Regions from separate parts of the Gossypium hirsutum genome. Here region 1 is linked to region 2. The links are chromatin contacts, called in public Hi-C maps. All regions are on one chromosome and are shown on one strand. The core of a region is the stretch at or near the end of the contact, and the rest is flanking DNA. Distances in the headings are between cores, read along the strand shown. Region 1 holds the start of LOC107939997 (bromodomain-containing protein 7). Region 2 has its middle 6.9 kb from the start of LOC107962867.

Region 1 (4,094 bases), core at 985-3,484, 170 kb before region 2:
AGCCTATATATCATCGGTTGAGTTGGAGTCATCGAGAAAGGAGATGCACCAGGCCGTGCATTCCAACCTAGCATAGGACTGGAAAAAGTAAACATATATGGGTTAGGATACATATAAAAGCTAGGATACGCACCTGGCATAATCTGAAAGGGCTATGATGTGGGTGTCGTAGGTTGAGGCATTGGGCCCGGTGATTGTGTGGATGCTGTTGATGGGCCGTTGCTGTCATCCCTTATCCTTGGATTTAAAAGGCCTCATCGTTCTCTTTCCACACGGATTTGCCAATGCCTCTGCTCTTCTGATAGCAAATATGACTTGCCATGGATCCTAAACCATGGCATGTCATCCGGGGTGCACACTAACTCTGGGACGATGATCAATTCACGATTAGGTATATGGTCATAACAATTTTTCCAAATTTCGATATATTCAGACCAAAATAACGACCAATTCGTATTCGTTTGCCGTAAGTTGATTCTGTGCTGGTCATCGAGCACCTTAGGTTCCTCAGGAATCGGTTGTCGGAATTTAAATTGTCGTAACACTCTATCCATCTGGTGCATCTTGACAATAGCATAGTTGACCAATGGGACCTTAACATGCTAAATGTTCGGATTTTGAAATAATTCATTCGAAATTACTGCCCGTATTACCGGATCCTCATATGGTGTCCATTGAAACTATGTGAACGAGATAAAAATATTAGTTATATACATAATACTAAATACTAAATACTAAATACTAAAGATGAAACGACTATTTTATGAAACGACTATTTTATGTATATATATTTTATTTAATACTTACTTACGCTTTCGACCGTTGGTCTAATAGAAGCCGTATATCTTTAAGAGTGGTAGGTATTCCAACATAACTCGCCGGGTGGTTCCACCTAATTAAATAAATTTTCAGCATACAATTTTATTTTAAATCTATGGAATAATTGTAAAATCAAATAAAAATTTTACCTTGTTATGAGTGGGAATGTATATGGGTGGTTCACTCGAGGACGTAAGAATGGAAAGCGAAATTGAGCCCATGACTGTAGTAGTGATAGACAACCTCCAATTTTTGCTTTATTTGGTGGCGTCGCCCCGTACATCTCTCGGTACAATGTTGCCAACACAACAGACCCCTAACTAAGTTCGCCAGCTACTCTAAAATCGTAGACACCTCAAATATACAAGGTTTCGTGACAAGTCTGGAATCAGATAACCTCCAATCATCTCAAGGATGTATGCCCGAGCATATCGTATTCTTTCTAATTTAGTCGAATCATTCTCCAGATCTGGGAATGTGTCTCGTAACCAGCTCATCTCAATCCGACCTCCGTAAAAATTATCTGGAATCGCACCCAAAAGATCGTAGCATATGACTCCCCAGTCAGCAGATTGAATGGACCTGGTGAGTGCGGCCCCATCCACCGGCAATCCTAATTGTATTTGGACGTCCTCCAAAGTGATAGTACACTCTCCGCATGGAAGATGGAATGTATGCGTCTCTGGCATCCACCTCTCTATTAATGCGTTGATGAGTTTCGGGTCCAACTTGCACCTTTGGCCTATAATGGCCGCGTGCTAAAAACCCACTTCCCTCAAGTAATTTTCTATCAACGGTGATGGCTGACCAGACATGTTATGAATATAATATTGTAACACCCGATCTACAGGCTGTTATAAAAAATTATAAAATAAAAATTAATTAAAATTACATAAATGAAAAAATATTAAATAATATTCACAAATTAAAATAAACTGTTACCATTTTCATTTGTTCGACGGAGATATGTTTATAATCGAGACGAATTAATTCTCTGACTATTGCTAACACGATCAAATATTTTTGAAATTATAAAAAAAATACTAATTTAGGAAAAAATAAAAGTAAATAACTAGTTACAAAGAGCTTTGAGAAATTTAATAAGAAATTTGAGAGCTTTAGGGAGAAATTGTAGATAATTTTTGCTAAATTATTAAGAAATTTTGTGAGAAAATAATAAGAGAGGAGGGGGTTTTTATAATTTTTGTTTTACCGTTAGAACTCCCAACGGTCAAAAAAATTTAATCGTTGGGGTTGAAAATTTGCCAGCAAAGCGCGCCCCCAAGGGAGTGTTTTGCTGACGTGGCAAAAAACGCTCCCTTGGGGATGCGCTTTGCTGGCACTTTCTCCCTTAAACGCGGCCACGTAGGTGTGTTTTGCCAAAAATAGTCATTTTCGGTAATAATGTTGTAATCGGCTATTTTCATAAATTTACTTAGAAATAGGCCTTTTTAGGTGATTTAGTGAAAGATTAATATTATAAAAAAAGATTACAAATTTAATGTACATGCATGCAATACAGTCTAATAATAAAGACTCAAATTCGTGTCACGTGAGAGTGGGGCACATCCCATCCATTTCACGTGACTTTCCCTCCACGCCGGCATCCTATCCCAGCGATTCCACTCCCCTACTCCATCAAAGAAAAAAAAAATCAATATTTCCATTAAAAAATAACAAAAATAATAAAGGGCAAGAAAAAAAAAAGAATACAGTAATGAGATTGGAGGAGAGATAGCAGCAGAGACAATGAAGAGGAAGAAGGGAAGACCCTCCCTCTTAGAAATCCAGAAACGCTCTCTCAAACAACATCAACAGCAGCAAGCGCTTCAACAAAACCCCCCAAATGTCCTAAACACTATTTCTTCTACCAATTCCAGCCGTCGATCCGCTCGCCGGAACCCCAATCTCCACGGAGGCTCCCCAATTCCCGATTGGATTGCTGGAGGAGATGGTGATGATGATGATGATGACGATGACGAGCGCCAACAGAAGAAGCATAAGCTATTGCTCGGCCTCAATTCTTCTCGTAATCATCACCATTATCCGATTCCTTCGGCTCACAATTCGGCCTCCTGCGGTTCCGATTCGAACGCGGATGGTGGCGATCCCAAGGCATCCCTCAAGCGACGAAAAGTTACCACCCTCAGTCCAGGATCTGATCAAATGGTGATTAGTTATCCATGAATATATATAAAAAATCAAAATAGCTTTTTGTGGGTTTTTGGAAGTGATGTCTTTTGAAACAAAAACAGACAAAACAAGAACGAAAAAAAGAAAAGAAAAAGAGAGATTTTCCTATACTTTGTTTGGATATTTTTATTTATTTCCTTTTTGAAATTGAACTTTTGGATTTCGCGCGTGAATTGAATTCTTGTGATTGGATCGGAGATTATGGACATTGGACAGGTTTGACTAAGTCGTGAAATGTGCTTTTCTTTTTTCTTTTTTGGTTATTTGATATTTATCTTACTCTTTTTTTTTCTTTATTTTCGGAAAACCTGAATTTGTGTTGAAAATCTTCTTTATTTCCTAATTTTACAAATTTTATTCTTTATTATCTTGTATTTATCTGGCCTTTATTTATGTGCAGAATAAGATATGCACAGACCATCATGTCTGAAGACCCAAAAGCTTCAATTTGTCTTTTCTTTAATATTAAGAATAATTCGCTTATCAAAAACAAAAGAATAGTTCTACTTTTTTCCCCCTTTAATTTCTGCTCTCTTGTACTTAGCTTTGCTTTGTTGTAGCTTTTTAATGCTACTTTTCATCACCAATTCTTCAATGAACAAGGCAAACAATCTCCATCTGTAGTTTCTATTTGGGGTGTTAAATATGTTTGTCTTGTTTGCAGGGAGAAAAAGTATCCAAAACTACGCACACACTTCATGGTAAAAATCAATCCCGACTTTCATGAAAAGGCATTTATGGGAATTCTTAAATTTATGTTATTTTTATGTGGACAGGGTCACCGGTGGAGTTTGGCCCCACGACACCTTTGCCAGACAAAAAGTTGTTGCTGTTCATTCTTGACAGGCTTCAAAAGTATCTGTTATTTTCGGTTCTTCAATTATCCTTTTTCTTTTATCCTATTTTTTTATGAGATTTATCTACTACTTGCAGGAAGGACACTTACGGGGTTTTCTCTGAGCCAGTTGATCTCAAAGAGGTTCATTCTCTTTTTCGTTCTTGAATAAAATGTCGATTACTGAAAAGTGAAATCCCATTTCATGTGATCATGTTGGATTGATCTCAATACAGCTTCCTGATTA
Region 2 (3,963 bases), core at 1,356-3,855:
TATAAGAGCTGCCACTAGGCTGTGGATACACAACAAAATAATGCAGATAAATTTTTCCACTGGTTGTGGATACCCAACATGCTTGCAGGTAATAGCTGCCAATAGGTTGTGGATACACAACATATTTACGATTAATAGGACAAATATTGCTAATGGTTGTGTGTGCACATCAAGTTTGCAGATAGACTGCCATGGTTGTGGTTTGCATAGAAATTTGTAGATAAACTATCAATCTTCCTTTGTACATAATGTCCCACCCGTTGCAATGCTATATGACATGGTTATAACATATAAATATGGTAGCAATTAATATGCTCATAAAAGTTCGATGTGGTAACAAATAATATGGTCATAACAGATCAATATAGTGGCAATTAATATGCTTATAACAAATTAGTGCACTAGCAAAAGACATAATTATCATGTGTTCGGATAACGATATCATGCAGTATGCTGAACATAGAATTAGTAATACCTATGCAATACACATATATTACTCAAATATCATGTGTATACAATAATAATTCGGTCAATTAGAACATGATTCCAATATTCATATTCTCAAAGGTTGAATTGAAGAAATAAAACTCTAAAAATAGTTTGAGGGCTATTCTGAGACTAAACTAATGAAATCATAAAATTTTAGGCAAAACTGTAAAATCTTAAAAACAAGGGTCACACAGCCGTGTGGCCAAGTTGTTTGAAATGCTATAGACCGTGTGGAAGGTTACACAACCATGTAGTAGACTAAGGTTGTGTGGCATTTGCAAAATTAACTTACAGAAGGGACACGGCCGTATGGCATGTCGTGTGGAGAATTCTTGGCCGTATGAGATTCAAACTAACCTAGGATTCCAACGATACATGATCCCCTATTTTTTAAGTATTATAAATTTTACATATTAAAGGAAAAATTATTAAACAATTTATATACATCATTGCTAGATATTGTGTTGCAATTAATATTTCTAAATTAATTCATTAGAAAATTAAAATAAAAATTATACCAATATGTATGAGTTAAAAAAATTGTCTATATAATAGTAAAATTTTTTTCTCACTTTTAATTTTTTTGCATAAAATAAAATACATTTCTATTATAATAAAAATGATTATTATTTTTTAATTGATTTTTACATTTACAAAAGGCTTTTCGACTTAATTCATTGGAAGTTATTTAAAAAAACAATAAATTTTTTTTTTTGGTGCGAGGACAAAATAATAATAAACATTAATGTCAATAAATATCAGAATCAATTTTTGATGTTTATGTCGTTGCTCCCCAAATAAAGTGTTCCATTAGATGATGTCCACGTTGAATTGTAAGATACACTTGTTGTAGTAGCGAGCATATGTCAACCCGTAAAAGTTTTAACTTCCAGTGGACATTTCTGCGAGATATTACTGATTTGCTTTTGTTGTCAGTTGCAATGATTGTCCCATAACCAACTATAATATTTACCTGTTTAAGGAGATAATATAGATAAACCCTAAATTGTAGCTTATTCTTGATTGTTTTCCTTCCGAAAAATAGTCTAGATTTAAATCATTACAAAGAAATTTGAAAGATTTCAAATGATATTAATTTTTCAATAGATATTTTATTTATTGTTTAATGTTTATTTGATAAATTTAACTTTATTTTAGTTAATATTTTTTTGTAAGTTTTTAATTACATAATTTTGCGTTGTGTTTACAATTACTTATTATTTTAATATTTGTGATTGATTTAATTAGAATATAATTATATTCCATTTTCTAATATTTTGCTGATGAACGCAAACTTTTGAATATATATTCTTGTAGAAACTAAAAATCCATACATCCCTCTTACCAACTTTAAAATTTTAATTAGTATGATATATGATGGTTAGCGATTATTTGTTTATATCAAATTATAAAGTAAAATTTTATAAATTAAAATATGCTCTAAGTAAAATTTTCAAAACTAAATCAGTAGTCGAATCGGTTAGGCATCTAGTTCATATGATTCGATTGAATAAATATTAAAAAAGAAAGAAATATTTTAAAAATAAAAAACCAGCTCAATTTGCTTTGTAACTTGGTTCAATCGGCCTGTATTGATTTGTGGGTCAATTGATTTGATACTTCTCTTCGAACTGATACATTGATTGATTCAAATAAATATGAATTTAAGTCCATACATTTCGTACATTTGGAATTTAGTCATTTTATTTTTATTTTTAAGAAAATTTTCCTTTTACTTTTTAAATTTATTATTTTTAATTTATATGGAACCACGTAACATTTTAAATGAAAAATTAACAATATTAACTATTTGAACTAATTAATTATATTATAAAATATAGAAATAAAATTATGGTAGAAATTAAAGTTAAGAATCAAAACTTAAAATTTACCACTTTTATAAAATGTGAAAAAAAAAAAAAAGAAGAAGAGGAAAGAAGCATAGAAGGTGTGTGCTATGTGTCGGTATGAGGAAAATCCTTGACACCTTTGGTATAGATTAATTAATTTTGCTAGTATTAGAATGTAGTTAATAAATTAATTAATAATAAAGATGGAACTAGTCTAGTTAGACCGGGTCTTGGGTTGGCTAGTGGATACCCTCACCTACTCCAAACTACCAACCCAAGTATAGTTCCTTGTTTAAGTACTCGTATGAAATGGTAGGCCCTTGTTGATTACAACTCTCTAATTTTATATAAAAAAGTTATTTTAGTCTTTTATTTATTATTTATTATTTTTTAGACTTTGATTTTGTATTATATGATAAATTGTTTCAAAATAGATAAAAAAGTTAATGTTTGTTTATTAACCAGGAGTATACCATATTAGTAATTAATTAATTTTTTAAAATTTAAAAAGATTTTTATAATTTTTATACTTTTTTATAATTAAAATACTTTTGAAATTTTAAAAAATAATTAATTATTGATGTAGTATCCACATGATAATCTACTTGTATGTCACATTAGTAAAATTAACAAATGTTAATATTTTTTTTCTATTTTAAAATGATTTAATAAACACTATAAGTTTAACAAGTAAAAAATAAAAATAAAAAATAAAAAAATTAAAATACCTTTTTATAAAATTGAATTGTGAAATAAATCATTCTAGGTATATATAATATATGTTTACGACTCATTGTTTCCCTCTATTTTTATCTTTACCTAATGCATTCTATTGTTAATTAATTGCATGCATTTTTCTTCCAAAAATAAATGGTTACTTGATTGCATTTAGTTTGCTTTATTAAGAAAAGAGGCACCCATTTTTGAGAAGGTAAAGAAAAACAGGTCACATCATCGTAATCATAGATGGATCATTGTTAATTGATTATATGCATTCAATTTGCTTATATTATATTTATTTATATATAATAGACTTAATAGTTAATACATTAGTTTGTATTTATATTTGACATCATTTTAATATGATATTTGTGTTTTTTTTTTTCTAATGTGATGTTTATATTTGCTAAAAAATATATATTTTAGTTTTTAAAAGTAATAGTGTTAACTTTTTAATATTTAATTCAAATTTTTGAGTTGATTTAATAAAAATTTATAATTTACTAATAATATTAGCAATCAACTTTCTTCAAATTAAAGAAAAACCATAGTCACCTTAGTGTATTTAACAAATTAAACACAAAATTTAAAAAATTCACAATTAATACTAATTTTATTCTATTAACACAATCATGAAAATTTAGACCTTATAATATTAGTGATTAATTCTCATCAAATTTCATCAAATCAACCTTAAAAAGTGAATTAAACACTAAAAGTTAATATCATTATTCGTGAGTATCAAAATGTATAACTTTGTCCAAGTATAGGTATCACATTGGACAAAAGAAAAACATAAGTGTCACATTAAGAGAAGTGTCAAACTTAGATGTCAAATGATATACAAAAACTATATAATATTTACAAAGAAAAAAAAATCCTATATGGAGAGTTTAGAAATTTT

Evidence for each region. Hi-C and Micro-C count contacts between places; a contact is called where the count stands out from the background.
Region 1: a Hi-C map of leaf shows a contact between it and region 2, with 2.2 times the contacts expected there. The contact joins the promoter of LOC107939997 here to the enhancer-like site in region 2. A contact is called at or near these places in 11 of 34 Hi-C or Micro-C datasets (anther, callus, fibers and 3 more).

Annotation. Positions count from the first base shown.
Region 1 is chrA02:33,591,171-33,595,264 of Gossypium_hirsutum_v2.1, reverse strand. It overlaps LOC107939997 (bromodomain-containing protein 7), which reads left to right and starts at 2,234. Exons shown (of 10, transcript XM_016873409.2): 1 at 2,234-2,988; 2 at 3,677-3,713; 3 at 3,789-3,867; 4 at 3,946-3,991; 5 at 4,084-4,094. The coding sequence starts at 2,569.
Region 2 is chrA02:33,417,288-33,421,250 of Gossypium_hirsutum_v2.1, reverse strand. No RefSeq gene overlaps it. Among protein-coding and RNA genes, the nearest start is that of LOC107962867, 6.9 kb to the right of the region's middle. Within about 2 kb of position 2,605, at least 3 of the 9 cell types and tissues checked have an H3K27ac peak or open chromatin away from gene starts, as enhancers often do. A contact at or near this core is called in hypocotyl and leaf, where this site is marked.